Regions from separate parts of the Arachis hypogaea genome. Here region 1 is linked to region 2. The links are chromatin contacts, called in public Hi-C maps. All regions are on one chromosome and are shown on one strand. The core of a region is the stretch at or near the end of the contact, and the rest is flanking DNA. Distances in the headings are between cores, read along the strand shown. Region 1 holds the start of LOC112710175. Region 2 overlaps LOC112710169 (disease resistance protein RML1B).

Region 1 (2,700 bases), core at 148-2,647, 110 kb before region 2:
CATAAGATAGCAGTAGAAGAGCAAGTTTGTGCATCTTTTCTGTTTTATTGTTTTCTTATATTAGATGCAAAGCTGGATTAGATTAGACTTGTTGACATTTGTTTTTTGGTGACTAGACTTGTTGACATTTAATTTTGTGTTCGACCTCACCCTTCATTTGTTTTTTTTTTCTTTTTTTTAAATAATTAATATGTACTGTACAAGAAACTTCTACTCTTTGACCAGTTATTAGAAGTCATATATTTACACACACAATTTCGGTTTATTTATTAATTGAGCCATTTATTAAATTCAAGCCAATTCTGGTTAGTGACTTAAACATTTATCAAATTAGTTTAACTTAAACATTTAGAGAATATATAAAGAATATAAATAAAAGAAAGAGGAATACCTCAAATTAATTCAGTTTCTAATAAATTTTAAACTAGAGATTTTGTTCTTCAATAAATTTTAATTATCAAGTTAATTTTTAAACTTTTATTTCGTTAGACAAATAAATTTTTCTATTAGATTATTCGTCTATATAAAAAAATTTATATGAGAATTACTAAAATTTTGATGTAAAGATTGATTTATCTAATAAAATAAAAAATAAAAAATTAATTTGACAATTAAAATTTGTTAAAAGTTAAAATGTCCTGCTAAAACTTATTGGGATCTAATTTAGGGTATTATAACGTAAGGAATGACAAAACATAGATGATATATGCATGCAGAACTCAGAATAGGATCCTTTCATCATCAATTCATTTTGGACTCTGGCTAACCTTTTTTTTTTCTCCATTTAAATATTTCTAAGAAAATAAAGATAGATTATATTATGTTAAGCTATGTTTGGGAACACTAAAATAAAAATTAAACTTAGTTTATGTAGAGACTAGCACACATAAACAAAGAGCACAACATATGCAAGAAATGATTAGCAAGATGAAGGTAAAGAATGAAAGACTGGTGTTGTGATTGTAAAATATGTGATTATCATGTGTGTACAAGGAGGATCGGAGAGCACACACATATATACTAGATTACTAGTAGTGTTAGTAAGAAATAGCAGTTCCCCCTCTATATTAATTTTAATTTGTTAAGAAATTAATTTTTTTTAACCAACAATCAATTAATAAAATTGTATATAAATGAAGTTAAAAGAGAAAAAACTAAAAAAAATAAAAAATATAAATGTTAACAATTACAGGATTCAAATTCTTCTTTCATAAACTAAATAGCAACTGAGCAGAGGTGGTATAGCAACAGCTTTGAATAAATTAGCCATCTCTGAGAGAAGTAAGAACTAAGAACCTTCATTGTAGCTTCGCAAGCGTCGTTTGCTAGTGTGAACATGAAGAACAATGAGTTCGATCGGGTGACCAACAAAGAATAACAAATATTAAAATTCAAATTAAAAAGGAGAAAACTACTAAATAGTAAAGATCTCGGAATAAAAAAATTAAATTAAAATTAGAAGGGAGCAAGCCACCAATTAGAAGGCACCAAATGCTTCCGGATTAGACAGAAGCATGTTTTTTAATTTATTGATAACAAAAATAATTATAAAATGTGATAAAAATAAAAAGTAAAAAGGGGAGGAGAAGGGGTTGCTGACGGGGTTTTTTGTTTGATAGTTGATACTTGATACAGCGGACAGCCTTTATATACCCTTCCTAAACGAAACCTTCGAAACTCAACACTCAACGGAGATTAACAAAAATAAAAGAGAAATGGAGACGGAAGTGATTTTCTTATGCAGCTACGGTGGGCAGATCAAGTTCCACGACGGAACCAACCAACACATGTACGAAGGCGGCAAAAACAAGAAACTCCGCGTTCGCAGCAGCATCAATTTCAATGACTTGATCGCCGAGCTCGCCGACAACAGCGGCACTGCCGACGTGGCCTACTTCGAGTACCAGATCCCAGGGTACGGCCTAGAAACCCTCGTCAGCGTCACCAACGACAGAGACCTCCGCAACCTGATGCGGGAGTTCGATCCGAACATACCCGACGACGTCAAGCGTATCTTCCTCTTCCCTGAGAAAAATCCTTCACCCTCTCCTCCTCCTCCGCAGCGCTTGGAGCGCGTCGATTCACCGCTGCAAGTCGCTGAGAACGCGTCCGAGCTGGAGGCAGTTGCAGGTCCGCGTGTGAACCACGTGGTTCACTACTTGATGCTTGTATCGGCCGGTTTACTCTTCACAGCGGTACTACTTTTTTTGGTACCCTTCGTATTCACCCTTCAACCGCAGAATCATTCAGTTATGGTCGTTAACGACGACCTCAAGAGCACTGGAACTATCGCACCACTTGGATCTGATGATCTTGATGATCAATCTGTCTCCGACAAAGCTGCAGCAGTACCGGTATTTTTTTGCTCTCTGTTTTTTTCTTTCTTTTATGGTTACACATATACTAATATTTCTCTTTGTTCTATTTTGTGGATGTCAATATTACCATGTATATGATTATGATTGAACCTACCGATTTCTTCTATTACTATTAGCAGATATGTTTTTTCTTCATCATTAAGGGTATAGCATATGTCAACAATTCCTATGGTACGGTCTTGTCGTCGAGATCGTGCGTGGGAATTGTAGCTGCACGTGGATCCGACGCGCTAGCTTAGTCCACACGTTGACATATATGACCAATGAATCTGTGGTCTATTTTCAACTTCAATGTCCTCCAGGACGATGGAGAAGGAGTACG
Region 2 (2,827 bases), core at 282-2,781:
CATCTTTGATGTAATCAAGCTGGACAGATTGAATAATAAGATTGCGTCTTCCGGGCAAAACCCGAAAGTCACATTTGAATTCTTTGTCAGCAGTGGCGATACTGGAAGTAAACAAGATGATAACTTGTTGATCAAAGAGTGTGGTGTCTATCCACTAAATGATTCCAATTTTAGAACTGAATAGACGCTACTATTTTGGAGTTGGACATGAAAAGCAAGGCATTGGGATACTGGATTTTATAGCACATGGAACCATGAGGTTGGAGTTGAAAGCTCCCGGGCCCCAGCTAAAACTCGTGTACAGTGTCTTTTTTTTTCTCTTGAATTTTTATCATTCATGTTTACCTTGCTTTCTCTTGTTACCTTAGGCTAATTTCTAATTGACTAATTCCATAAAGAAAATCTTGCTTTCATGAATTCCTTGACAAAATCTTACAAATGAGAATAAAAGGTATAAAACTGTTAGATTTTTCATAATTGAAATTGAAAAAACAAAAGTTTTTTTGAACCAAATATGTTCGTTACTATGTTTTATAAGGAAGGGGGGGGGGGTAATCGTGCATTTGGATTATACTATAATTTGGTTTAAGAAAAAGTTAAATGAATTACATTTCTATCTGTTTTATGAATCTAAAATAAAAAAATTTGATGCTTAATGATAATATTATTATTTTTAATTTTATCTTATGGATCACAATTGTATGCTTACTAAATAGGAGATAAGTGAAAGAAAAATAGAAGGAAAGGAAGAGAAGTTGTATAACACCCTTCATAAATTACACATAAAAATCTGCAATTTTTCTTTCATTCCTTCTATTTTTCTTCCATTTTTTCTCCAACCAAACATAACTTAAAAGGACCTATTTTAAGCTTTTCATATATTTGATTTCTGTTGAGAAGTTTTTGATATTTTTAATGTATTGAATATATAAAAAATTTTAAAGAGTATATTATTGTCCTTAGAAATCTTTTAACTAAATCATTAAATTAATTATTTTTGGTACTATTTATTTCAGGTTAGTCACATGAAAGTTTAGTGATTTATTTAAATGTTTGTATAATTTTTTTCTTTTCTAACCTTTTTCCCCCTCCAGATTTGCTCTTGGCTTTATCTAGAAGTGCACGCCACCGCACAATGGTGGTGGTGGCGGTGGCAATGGTGTGTGGATAGGACACTGTCAAATTTGGAAAGAGAGAGCTGAATAATGGTTGACAATTTAATTAGATGGACAAAATTGAAATACTTTGGAAATGTTGAGGGAACTACTTTAATAATTTGAGGCCAGTTATACGGTACAGATCTGTGCATACAAATCAAAGGATATGTTGACAGTGGGAAGCCGTTGGTTGCTGGAAACAGGTTTGGCAGAGCTCTGCAAGCTTGTCTGCCTTGTTGGTTGGAGGGGGGAGCCGGCTAATGGAAACAGTGAATAACGGGCCTAATTTTTTATTTTTTTATTCAATATAAGGGGCCAATTTGAGAGATGGCCAATTGGATTTACAGAGCTAGGCTGTGCTGTTTGTTTATTGTTTTTGGGTCATGGTGGGTGGACTCCTGTAATCTGTATGGCCTTATATGTCTTCTACTTTGCTTATGAGTGTGTTATGGAATTGAATGTTCTAGTTTCATACTCCATGGTATTTTGCTTCTATCATGACAAAGCATGGAATTTATTCTTCACACTTATCATGAATATGTCCCTATACGTAATCTCTAAGGATATGGACATGTCTAATTTATATGTCCAAAAATGATAAAGAAAGTGATATTGTCACTTTTTTATTGTGTGATTTTTCTATTTTTTTCTATTTTTGTTATTTTATTTTCTATAATGATAGACGAAGCTTTTCATTGTGAGGATAATTTCATAAGAATATAATAGATAAGTGATATTATTAATTAAAGAATAATAATATACACTTCCAAATTATAAAAACCTTTGATATAGATGAACTCTTAAGCCTTAAGTAAAACTGTTGGATTGTTACTTTCAAATTTCAATTTTTTTATTTTACAAGACATGTTTCTTTTGTAAAGTTGTCCTTATTTTCTAGGTTTTGGGTGTATTTTTCTTGTTATTGATCTTAGCTTCTTACAGTTACTTGGTCTTCAGTTAAAGAAGGTTTCTGCCATCAATTGCTGGATAGTTTTTAGAGAGGTGAAAGACAAAAAAGAATGCAGATTTAGTTGCATTTGGACACTATTAGAGACAGAAATACAAAAACAAATGATACAGAAACTCATTTAGTTATAAAAACAGAAACAAACACACAATTGCTTTGTTGCCAATCATAACATAATGCTGCAACATTGAACGTGTGTGAATGCCATCAGAAATTACAGATAGAGCAGCAAAAGAAACAAGCATTTGATCATAAATGAACTATGATCTAGTTGACTAATTTCCCATTTTGCATTTCTATAGGGTTGCCCAAGAAAACTGGGATTATAGAGTTAAAATGATGAAACAAAAACATGCAATGTACAAACTTTTTCATTGCACTAAATCTGACAAACCATCAGTTAGGAAGATTGAGATAAGAGTTTCAGGCATTCACTCTGGCACCTCCTAAGGCATATGTCATTCCAATTAGGTAGCTGATGCTGGTTAACACAAACAGTGCGAGCGCAAGCGTCAGCACACGCATCAAGGTCAGATTCCCCTCGTGCTCTTCAGCCTCTGCTCCTCTGCATTCCTCTTCTTCACCCTAAAAGCTTGTCCTGCAACAACCAAAGGGATTGCAGCACCCAAAAGGGACCACCAAAATTCCCCATCTCTAAATATACAATGTCAGCTACCTTGCTTCTAAAAATAAAATTTCTAGT

The links. A called contact is a pair of places that touch in the nucleus more often than the background predicts.
Region 1: a Hi-C map of leaf shows a contact between it and region 2, with 3 times the contacts expected there. The contact joins the promoter of LOC112710175 here to the enhancer-like site in region 2. A contact is called at or near these places in 2 of 8 Hi-C or Micro-C datasets (leaf and an unstated tissue).

The regions. Positions count from the first base shown.
Region 1 is chr9:7,288,226-7,290,925 of arahy.Tifrunner.gnm2.J5K5, reverse strand. It overlaps LOC112710175, which reads left to right and starts at 1,397. Exons shown (of 3, transcript XR_003156737.3): 1 at 1,397-2,354.
Region 2 is chr9:7,182,270-7,185,096 of arahy.Tifrunner.gnm2.J5K5, reverse strand. It overlaps LOC112710169 (disease resistance protein RML1B), which reads left to right. Exons shown (of 9, transcript XR_011865311.1): 8 at 1-298; 9 at 1,095-1,784. Among protein-coding and RNA genes, the nearest start is that of LOC112710169, 10 kb to the left of the region's middle. Within about 2 kb of position 1,531, at least 3 of the 3 cell types and tissues checked have open chromatin away from gene starts, as enhancers often do.